Regions from separate parts of the Mus musculus genome. Here region 2 is linked to region 1. The links are chromatin contacts, called in public Hi-C maps. All regions are on one chromosome and are shown on one strand. The core of a region is the stretch at or near the end of the contact, and the rest is flanking DNA. Distances in the headings are between cores, read along the strand shown.

Region 1 (5,934 bases), core at 438-2,937:
TGCTTTGAGGTTTGAGCAATTATGAATAAAGCTGTGATAAACATTCATACGCACGGTTTTCTGTAGGCACAAGTTTTCAGTTCATTTGAAAAACACTGAACTTGGCAGTTGCTGAGTCATATGTTAACATATTAGTTTTGCAAGAACTTGACAGGCTCTTTCTTATCAAGGCTGAACCACTTTGCATTGCCATCAAGCAGTAGGTGAGGGTTTCTATGGCTCCACATTCTCATTAGAATCTGTTGTCGCCATTATTCTAGATTGTGAACTTTGTTAATTAATTAATTTATTTGCAATTCTGCCAAAGAAACATAGGGTCTCATACATGCTCAGCAAGCACTCTCCCAAGGACCTACTTCGTCCTTATTTTAATTTGCAGTTTCCTAGTGACATCTGATGCCACACTCTTCATCTGTATAGCTTCTCTGAAGGGTGTCTACTAAGATCTTTAGAGCATCTTCTACTGAATTTTCATTGCTTGCTCGACATCTTTTTTAAATTCGTTTTCTATTTTAGTATCATTAATATATATATATATATACATATATATATAAAACAATCAGAAAATTTTTATGGATATTTTCTTTATTTACATTTCAAATGTAATCCCCTTTTCTGGTTTTACCCCCTCCTGGAAGCCCCCTATACCATGCCCCCTCCCCCTGCTTCTGTGAGGGTGTTCCTCCACCCACCCACCCACCCACTCACACCTCCCAGCCCTCGATTCCCCTACACTGGGGCATCTATCAAGCCTTCATAGGACCAAGGACTTCTCCTCCCATTGATGCATGACAAGGCCATCCTCTTCTTGCTCAATATCTTAAGGATTCGTTATACTTCAGATAACAGTGTTTTATCATCTGTAACTCGGAAAATATAGTTTCACTCAGTCTGTGGCTTGTCTTCTCATTCTTTTAGCCTTTTCCAGAAGAGACGGATTTTATTGTAATCAAGTAAAAGTTATCAATCATTTCTTTTCTTTTCCTTTTTTTTTTTTTTTTTTTTAGTTTTTCGAGACAGGGTTTCTATCCCTGGCTGTCCTGGAACCCACTCTGTAGACTAGGCTGGACTCGAATTCAGAAATCCGCCTGCCTCTGCCTCCCAAGTGCTGGGATTAAAGGCGTGTGCCACCACGCCCAGCTCAATCATTTCTTTCATGCAGGCTACCTTTGCTATTGTAGCCAAAAAACCCATTACTATAGCAAAGACGATATTTTTATTTTATGTCTCTTTCTGGGAATTGCATTGTTTTGCATTTTACATTCAAGTCTATGACCAAGCTTGAGTGTTGGGGGTGCATCTGGACATGTTAATTTTGTGAAAGGTTTACAGAGGAAAAAATTAAAGTCCCTTAAGATAACCAAACAAGTTTAATATCTATATGCGGAGAAACCAATACATGAAAGCTAGGCACTGAAGGAAGACTAGTGCTTGTTGTTGATTCTGGGTTATGGAAATTTGAAGAGAGGGGAATGAGAGGAAGGGAGGGAAGGAGGGAGAGTGAGACAGAGAGACAGAGAGACTGTGCCCTCTTTAACAGTCGAACTGTGCCCCAAACCACAGAAATGGCTAAACGTCGCCCTCTTCGGGCTAAGGTGGGGATTGCAGCTTTCTTATCGTTTTGCCAATTAACAGCTCTTAAGGCTAGAAAAACATTCTCTAAATGCCCTGTCAGAACTGGCCCTGGCTGCCAATCAAATCGAAACTAGAGCAAATCCAGAAGTCTGTAAAGCCTCCCCAAGTCCCAGAACCAAAGTCCAGCTTCTGTGCTTTCAATCAGTCTTTTCTCGAGATGACCATAGTTGCTGCTGGTGAGAGGAGCAAAGGAGAGAAAGAAGAAAACCATAGTGGTTCTTTCCTCCACGATTTACTCTTGGTTTCAAATTTGTCACTTGAAATAAATAAGGACACCTTGTTTGGATCTCTGAACGATAGTGACATCTTACTAATTGAAAAAGAAAACCATACATACTGTGCAGTAACAATGGTCTAATGGGTAGTTGTAGTTTCCCTTTGTCCTTATGACAAAAAAAAAAAAAAAAAAAAAAAAAGAGCAAAGTAGAAAATTAACCCTCCGAGTAAAACTGGCAGGGAGGCAGTTTGTTTAGTTTTAAAGTAGCATTGGTTTCCTAATTATGTGCTAATTGCTTTGTCTTATCTGTTCATTAACAAAGGTCAGGGAAACTTCTACTCAGTTATAGCCTGTTAGGTATTTGTGTGAGCTTAGCATTTTACTTGAAAATGACTTATTTTAAAGGTGCTTATAAATCAGATTTACTCTTAGGAGGGTGCATGACTTTCTAGTATTTGAGAAGTGAGGAGCCCAGCTGCCTATTTCATTGCCATCAGGGGTCTCAAATGCTGGCTCCTGGGTTGAACAGAAGTAAGGAAGAGAAGTAACAATCAGAATATAGTTTGGCCAGCAATCTGAGGAAGGAAAATTCAAGGAGACAGTGGAATCTTGAGTGATATCTGGGCTAAGAGGTTTGCAGAGGAACCCTAGAGAGTATGGAAGTAGAGTCTGATTAGGAAATTAAAAATGAAAGTTGTCAAGGCAAAGGCTGGACTGGGCTGAGCTGAGCTAGAATCAGCGAGGTGAGGACCTAGATCACGTAGATGAGGCACCATGGCCTGAGTGCAGCAGAAGGTAACAATTCCACGTTCTTAGCTATTTCCCTAGCTTTAGGAGTGGAACACCAAGTTGATGACGGAATTAAAAAAATATTTTTATTTGTTCTTTGAGAATTCCACACAAAACACACACATGATGTGTTGCCGATGAAACCCATTCTCAGATCTCTCTCACCCAACTCCTCCCAGCTCACCCCAACCATATCTCTCTCCCATCTTTATGTACCCACTTTTTTAAACCTCTGAATTCAATTGGTGCCGCTAGTATGTATATGGGGCCATAAAGATGGCATTGTTTATCTTGAAGGGCAGTGAGTCACACAACACTCCCAGAATATGACCATATAAACTCTGCTGACTTGTGGCACATTACCAATGAGTTTGAACCTATATTTGGAAAGGATTTGGCCCTGTAGTTTTACTGATTTGGTAGTATTTAGGGCTGTCTGTTTGTGCTATCTGGTTAATGTTGGCCTCGTGTGTGAGCTGAAAAGTATGCCCAAACATGTCTTTTTTATGAAGGAAATAGGTAGAACTAGTATTTTCTTCTTTAACTGTTTTCATAGAATTCACCAGTGAAGTTGTTTTGGTCCTGGCTGTTTTATTGTAGAATTTAAATTACCAAATCTATTTCCTAAATAAAAACAATGAGACAAACTTTTTAAAAATAGATAAAATTAAGGAGGCATGAGGAAAAAATTCACTCTCTTAGATTTGATTTACATCTCTCACTGGCTGAAAGTCAAGAATTTTAATACAACCGATGAAACCGTTGCAAAGACAACCTGTAAAACAACTATATATAATTTACTTTTGAGAACTATCTCACGTAAAAATTTGAAAGCAGGTATGTATATATACAAAGGTTTCATTTTTTTAAAAAAATCATTATTCAGGGGTGTGTGCGTGGAGGAACCCTCTAGAAAGCCCCAGAGACTTGGGATGTGAGAGGCTCTCAGGACTCAATGGGAACGATTTTAACGGAAGTACCCAACAGTGGGGAGATGAAACCTGAAAAGACCACCTCCAGTAGATAGACATGGCCCCCAGTGGAGGGATTGGGGCCTCCCACCCATCTCAATTTTTTTTAACCAAGATTTGTTCCTGTCTAAAAGAAATACACGGACAAAAATGGAGCAGAGATCGAAGGGAAAGCAATCCAGTGACCTGCCCAACTTGGGATCCATTCCATGGGTGGGCACCAAACCCTGATGCTATTACTGCTGCTATCGTATGCTTATAGACAGGAGCCTAGCATGGCTGTCCTCTGAGAGGCTCTACCAGCAGCTGACTGAGACAAATGCAGAGACTTACAGCCAACCATTGGACAGAGGTTGGGGACCCCCATGGAAGAGTTAGAGGAAGGATTGAAGGAATTGAAGGGGATGGCAACCCTATAGGAAGAACAACAATGTCAATTAAGTCAGACCCCTGGGAGTTACCAGAGACTAAGCCACAAACCAAAGAGCATATATGGGCTGGTCCAAGGCCCAGCACACATTTAGCAGAGGACTTCTTTGTCCTCAGTAGGAAAGGATGTGTCTAATCCTGTAGAGACTTGATGCCCCAGGAAAGAGAGATGATGGGGAGTGAGGGAGTCGGAGAACACCCTCTCAGAGGCAAAAGGGATGAGGAGGGGGTGAATTCTTGGAAGGGGGACCGGGAAGGGGGGGCAACATTTGGAATGTAAATAAATCAAATAATTTTCAAAAGAAACCCATTATTTTATATAATCATGTATGCTAATGAAATACTAAAATAGTATTAAAGCAACACATGAGGCCAAAATGTGTCTTAAACTCTTGTGAGCTTTCATTTTTTATATTCTCAGCACAACTTTGTCATCTCTAAATCTGTTCAATGTACTCACAAACCATTTACATTTGTAAAGAAAAACCATTTTCATTTGTAAAGAAAAATATTTGTAAAGAAAAACCATTTCCATTTGTAAAGAAATTTGTAAAGAAAATTTGTAAAGAATTTGTAAAGAATTTGTAAAGAAATTTGTAAAGAAAAAACATTTTCATTTGTAAAGAAAAATAAACCAGCTCATTAATTCTTAATTTTAAAACTTTACCTAATCTTTCAAATTGGCTATAAATTGCATCCACAGAATAATGTAGCTTCCAAAGAGACACATGTGTAGCTCTTCTTAAGACACTTAAGCCTGTGTGTTTATTCATGCCCACACTCCTTGAGTGGGTTGTCTCGTTTCATTAATAAACTCTAAATCAGCTTCAAACTGGTTTGTCCAAAATTCTTTTCCGTGGCATAAGTCAAGGTCCTAGCTGCATTTCCTCTGCTGAAGACTACTACTTGGATCACTTAATTCAGATTAGATAAATTGGAACAGCTTATAGTTTTAAGGAATTGGTTTGAAATGGTCAAAGAAGTGTGTAGAGCGGTTAGGGTTGGACCTTAGGGTACCTTTGGTATATACAGTGTCGGTACTGGCACAGTCTGTTTCATTTAATTTTTTTTTTTTCTGTTTATCTTGAAAGCTTGAGAAGGGCCTGTGAGTTTCATTGTTCTTTTCAAAAACTCTGGGTTTTTGTTTGTTTGTTTTGTTGTTGTTGTTCCTTTTGTTTTCTGTTTTTAATTTGATTGTTTTGTTTTCTTTGCTCATTATTGTTTTCTTCTTTCTACATGGTGTGGGTTCAACTTACTCTTTGTTTTTGTAGCTTTTTGGAGTAAAAGCTTAGCCCGTTGGTTAAAGATCTAATGATGCAAATGTACATCTCTGAATTACTTTCATGGCAGCCCACCAACATTTTCTAAATTATATTGCTATCTGCACTGAAAACAGCTTCTACCTTCTTTGGACTCTTCCTCGTTGACCCATCACTTACCGAGAAATATGCTGCCCAGTTTTGAAGCACATCATTTGTGCTTTCTGTCTTATTTTCTGTTACTGATTTCTAGCTTGATTCTATCAGAGTCAGAGAACACACTGTGATTTCAGTTCCTTTTAGTTTGTGAGACTCATTTTATGACTCAGTATATGGCAACTTCAGCAAATGTTCAGATGGACTTGAAAGGACTATGTCTTTGTAGTGGGTGGACTGTCCTTTAAATGTACATTAGATCTGCTTGGTTGGTGTTCTCTATAACCTGTATTGATTTTTGTCTCAGCTACATTTTGAATCAGGTTTGGGGAAACGCAGTGTAGCCTTTATTTAATATCCTTTGCTCCAGGCACTGAACAAGGGATGGTGAAAACAGGACCTAAGAAACACCCGGATATAAAAGGTCTGCCTAATTCAAAGGCCTTCTCACACACAGGTGCAGAACACCCAAAATTCA
Region 2 (5,706 bases), core at 1,573-4,072, 36 kb after region 1:
TCTCATAGAACCCAAGACTACCAGCCCAGAAATGGTATCTATCACCCACAAGGGGCCTTCCCCGCTTGACCACCAACTGATTAAATGTCCCACAGTTAGATCTCATGGAGGCACTTCCCCAAATGAAGATCCTTTCTCTATGATAACTCCAGCCTGTGTCAAGTTGACATACAAAACCTGCCAGTATACCATCGAATTCACACTGTATATAGTTTTTCATGCTATTTTCTCCCTGTATACGGAAACATAAATATTTTCCCATGATGTGATGATATTTGAATAATCCAACTATGATTTATCACAATATACAGTGAATTAATTAGCCACTTTATTTGAACTTGAACATTTGGGTTGTGTCCAGAGTTTCCATATCAAAAATGAATGTTTGATGAACATATTCCTAATGGAATCTTGGTCTTCATTCTAAGCAAGATGGATTCCTAGAAGTGGATTACTGGGACAAAAATTCTATTTCTAGAAGCGGGTTTCATGAAAACACTTATGGCTAACAAAAACTTATGCTGATGTTGATGTATGGGAACATCCTCCTCACTTTTCTACCAGCATGTTATTCGTTTCTGCTCTTTATACCCATCCTATACAAAGGTGGCAGATGACAATGGTATTTCCATGTATTTCTTAATTACTAACAAAACTGAACATTTTATATGCTTTTATTCACCACTGATATTTCCTCATTTTTCTCCATTATGACTAGAGGATTTCACTTGTGATTTTCTTTTCTTTCTTTTTTTGTTTCTTTCTTCTTTGCCACATGGTCTGTGAGTGTGGTATGTATTTGAGTATGCATGTGTGTGTATGGGGGGGTGTGCTTGTGTGGATGGCAGAGGTTGAAGTATAGTGTATCCCTTAATCACCCCCCCTTAGATAGCAGGGCAAAAGATAGTCTGTTAACCTGTTGCCCACTCCCCAGCTCTGCATTAAAGGCTAGCTGCCAAACCCTCATAGCTTTTATATGAGTGCTGGGGATGGTGAAGCTGGTCTTCCACTTGCATGCCAGTGTGTTTTGCCCACTAGGCCATTTCCTCAGCCTCTTAACGATCTTCCTATCAGTTAACATGAACACTGAAAGATAGATTCTTTTTTTTTTTTTTTTTTTTTAAATATTTATTTATTTATTATATGTAAGTACACTGTAGCTGTCTTCAGACACACCAGAAGAGGGCATCAGATTTCATTACAGATGGTTATGAGCCACCATGTGGTTGCTGGGATTTGAACTCATGACCTTTGGAAGAGCAGTCGGCACTCTTAACCGCTGAGCCATCTCACCAGCCCCCTTTTTTTTTTTTTTTTTTTGGCCATATTAGTTTCAAATGAAAACATTTTTCACAAGTTTGTTATTTTTTAAGAAATATCTTTGCTGCTCACAGTACTCTGTGAAAGGGATAACTGGATTCTAACCGGAGCTGAGTGCTCTCAGTTTGAGCTTGTTTCATGATGATTAAGTTGAAGAGTTTTGACAAAAGATCTGGAGGGGCCGGTTTAGCTAATCCTAAATTTAGCTCTGGGGGAAAAAATGTGTGGGCTGGATATAAAGAGTGTTTGACTCATTACACTTTAAGAAGATGGGGGGGGGCAGGGATTACAGCAGTGTTTGCCAAAAGTTTTCAGAATTTAGCCAATTCTCTGCACAAATCTCTTGCATGTAAGTGGTGTACAAACAGGATTGTATGGAAAAGTCGTGCCCTGCTCTGCAGATGTGTGCATGGCTTGGTTTTAATTATTCTCCTTTTTCTTATGTTACCGTTTCCCAATTACAATTTAAGGGGGGGGGCAGCCAGATTAGGTCTCTGAAAAATAGGCACAATCCTTGTTCCATAGAGGCCTGCTCCCGTGCAGCCTGTTTGCACACCAGAAGCCTGGGAATCTAAAAAGATAAAATCTAGGATCCTTCCAAACTCCAGCGTTTATCAGGGGCTGTGCTCAGGGTTACAGTGACTGCCAAGGGTAGTTTCCACAGACTTCAAATAGAAGAATGCTGTCAAGCAACGGAACTTTGAACATTATTCTGGTATTTCTATAGAAAAAAAAGGCTCAACAACAGAATGTCAGTTGTTGATTACTGGTGCCTTGTGACTAAGCATAATTGATGATTTCAAAAAGAAAAAAAAAAACTTTAAGAACAAACGCAAAATCTGGCGATCTGAGCTCCAGATTTTATAGAATTGACAGGCCTGTTACCTGACTGGCTGTCCTTTGGGTGTTAGTCCCACAGCTTTTGGGCAAGAATTGGAGGCGAACCATCCCAAAATGGATGTTCGAATAGTCTAGGACTGTAAGGTGAAAAGGAGTTGAAGGCATGATATTAGAGTATCCCAAAACAGCTACCTGGCTCTAAGGGTATGGCCCAGGGGAGAGAGTATAAGGGGCTTTAAAATAGAAGCGAAGCAAGAGAAATGCGACCTCATTTTAACTGACGTCATTTGCCGCGAGGAGCGGGCCCTAAAGTCAAGGCTTCCCCACAGGGTCAGCGGGAAGCTACCCACTGTACCCAAGAGACTGAGCTGTGTGTCTGCGAGCTGCACTATGATCTGAGGGTGCCCGGAAACCGGGGCAGAGGCCCAGCAGGTAGAACAGAGAGGTGGGCTGGGCTCGGTGGCCCTGGTTGACGGAGCGGTTGAGGGAGAAAGACCAAGACCCCCGAGGCTACATAGGGGGCCCGAAGCAGAGGCCGAACCAGGCCCAGCTTGCCCGAGCCAGCCCGAGCAGGGCGGGGCGCTTAGGTGGCCGCGAAGGGCGGGGGCTTATAGGCTCCGCCCCCGGAGCCCCGCCCCTCCCGAGCTTTTCTTCCTCTGTCAAAGAACGCTGCGCGCCACTGTTCGCTGGGAGGGCGGAGGAAGCGGACTGTTCCGGAGCTCTGCCTAGCCGGGCCCAACCTTTGCTCCAGAGATCATGGCTGCCGAGGATGTGGTGGCGACTGGCGCCGACCCGAGCGAGCTAGAGGGCGGCGGGCTGCTGCACGAGATTTTCACGTCTCCTCTCAACCTGCTCCTCCTGGGCCTCTGCATCTTCCTGCTCTACAAGATCGTTCGCGGGGACCAGCCCGGTGCCAGTGGCGACAACGACGACGACGAACCACCCCCGCTGCCCCGCCTCAAGCGGCGCGACTTCACCCCTGCCGAGCTGAGGCGTTTCGATGGCGTCCAGGACCCGCGCATTCTCATGGCCATCAACGGCAAGGTGTTCGACGTGACCAAAGGCCGCAAGTTCTACGGGCCTGGTACGGAGGCAGGGCCAGGGGGTCGTGGAGACAAAAGAGGGGACCCTGGCGTGGAAGCGGGGCGGGAGAGAGGCCGGGGGAGGTGGGGCGCCCCCGTGGGAGGGTCGGAGGGAAGGCGGGCAGCAATGGGAGCGGGCCGGGGGCACGAGGCTCTGGGTGGGTGGGGGTGCGTACGGGGGGATGGGATGCCCGAATGAGGCTGAGCCTTGGAAACCGCGGGTGGGAGGGACAGCGAGGTCCGAAGCCCCGGGATATTAGGGAACTTTTCGAAGGTAGTGGGCTTTGGGGCGGGGGTCCTGAAAAGAGGGGGAGACTTCGGATTTGAGGGGAAAAAATGAAGGTGTCTCCAGAGAGGCCCAGACACTTGAGAAGACGTGGAGGCCGATGACGCCGGAGGAGCCATGGTGGAATGTAAGGGTGTGTAAAGAGAGAAAGTGGAGAAGGGGATTAGTGTCAGGTAAAGCAGCATTGTTCCTGGCGGAGAATGTGTGTGTGTGTGTGTGTGTGTGTGTGTGTGTGTGTACACTGTGTGCATGCGCAGTGAATGTGTGTTTGGTGTACACCGTTTGTCTGGGGGGTGGCGCTTGGAATGTGACATGTGTTAGGTATGTCTTTGGTATGTGTATGTGCGTGCAGAGTGGGGTGGACTCAGGCTGGATGATGAATAAGCGACCAAGCTTGGTTGGATGCATTAAGAGCAGTGTGTGGTGGACTATGGTAACATGGTGAGATGGTCAGAAACACCATATTTAGTGTATGATAGAGTGGGGAGACTGGGAGGTGGAAAAAATAAAATGAAATGAAACGGGGGTGGGAGGGAGGAGTGGAAGGGTCCTGAGAAACAATAGGGTAAGGCTGTGAAGCCCGATGGGTGGGGGGATTTCAGGAAAAGCCAACCAAGGGGAAAACAAGAGATGGACAACTCCCCAGAAATGAGGCTTTTCCAAACTGGATTGCCTATCACAATCACCTGATGCTTATGAAAAATACAGATTCTTGGCCTGACCATCCATAGCCACACTTAGATCTCTGGGGCAGGGGAGAGGGCTAAAAAGATCTACATTTTACTCCTCTGCTGTAGGGAAATGGGGAATCAGCCAGATTTAGAAAGCCCTGCTTTCTAGAACATTTAGAGAGGAAGAAGAGGCTTTAGCTCTCCCAATATGGATTCCTCTAAGCACCAGGAACTCGGGGCTGGGGGGTGGGTATGTTCACATGCTCATTGGTCTGAGAGGGAAGACTAGCCAGCACTAATCCAAACCAGACATACCCACTCTGTTACGTCTCAGAGTCCAGCCAATCAAAAGCACATGTGCCAAAGGCTTTTTAGTGAACTCTCACTCTTCCTTTCTGCTTTCAGACATTTTAGAAAATTACGTTCTGTAGGCATGTGACTGCAAAATAATAGGAAAACTACATATTGTTTGTCACTGTAGTCACACATTATCCATAAACAATGGTGTAATTACCCATAATTATTAAGCTAAACCATAAGGTAATCAACACAAATGCACGAGGCCTCGTCATCTGGTTGTATTTGCAAAGTCATCACATGGGGATCCTCCGTGCTTTCAGAGAGCACAGCTGGAGTCAAGCTGTCTCCATTCTAACCAGGTAGGTTACAGTTTGCAGAGTCATCCTGCCGGATATCGATGTGTGTACTGGAACAGCTACAACTAGGAGTCAACCTGCACTCTACATTCTAGCCTCGCTGTTGTCCCTGACCAGCTGTGTGATCTGGTGCAACGCCCTATGGTCTCAAGGCCTTAGTTTTCCCTCTGGGAACATAAAAAGACAAGCACGCCCCCAGTGTGAGGAGGCCAAGGAACACTGATAGTATCATAGTGGAAATATTTTCTGTTACAGAGTACTCTTAGAAGTGAAGCCATTTGAGTGTCTAGTACTCTGTACAGCACAGTCGTAGATGCTAGCGAGTAGCAGTGAGTGAAAAACACAAAGCTCTGCTCACCAAGCATCTAGTTAATATGCTTTGTAGTGAACAAAATATACTCTCCAAAGACTATTAATATTTGCCTTAGATCTTGTTTAAGTATGCATTACCAGTCCAGGGACTGTAATTTCTAAAATGGTAAGAGTCCAAACCAAGACTTTGACTTTGTTTCCAAGCACTAGGTGATACTATTTCCATTAGCAGTATATATTTTGTGAAAAGCATATGAATTTTGTTCTTTTTAAACCTTCTCTAGTGGCAGCATGCAATGAGGACTGAAACCAACCCCTATTTTAGAATCTTAGTTGCATTTACAAGATGATCCTAAGGGTTTGAAGTATATCTCAGCACTAGGGTGCTTTCCTAGAATATGCAAAGCCCCAGTCCTACAAAAAATGGATCTTAATATGTTAGAAAGAAAAACAGTTTGGTCGACTAAAGTTTCAGATAACCACACTGTAATGAAATACCAGCCATTCCTAGTTGGTATGACGATTTTAATGTCAGAGTT

What was found. A called contact is a pair of places that touch in the nucleus more often than the background predicts.
Region 2: a contact with region 1 is called in a Hi-C map of liver, with 1.9 times the contacts expected there. The contact joins the promoter of Pgrmc1 here to the enhancer-like site in region 1. A contact is called at or near these places in 12 of 484 Hi-C or Micro-C datasets (B cells, the G1E-ER4 cell line, beige adipocytes and 6 more), 6 of 115 datasets of contacts at active chromatin or transcription factors (CD8 T cells, the SCID.adh cell line, embryonic fibroblasts and 1 more) and 2 of 9 other capture datasets (adipose tissue and liver).

Annotation. Positions count from the first base shown.
Region 1 is chrX:36,560,239-36,566,172 of GRCm38.p6, forward strand. No RefSeq gene overlaps it. Among named protein-coding and RNA genes, the nearest start is that of Pgrmc1, 35 kb to the right of the region's middle. Within about 2 kb of position 1,688, at least 5 of the 459 cell types and tissues checked have an H3K27ac peak or open chromatin away from gene starts, as enhancers often do. A contact at or near this core is called in liver, where this site is marked.
Region 2 is chrX:36,595,371-36,601,076 of GRCm38.p6, forward strand. It overlaps Pgrmc1 (progesterone receptor membrane component 1), which reads left to right and starts at 2,823. Exons shown (of 3, transcript NM_016783.4): 1 at 2,823-3,244. The coding sequence starts at 2,917.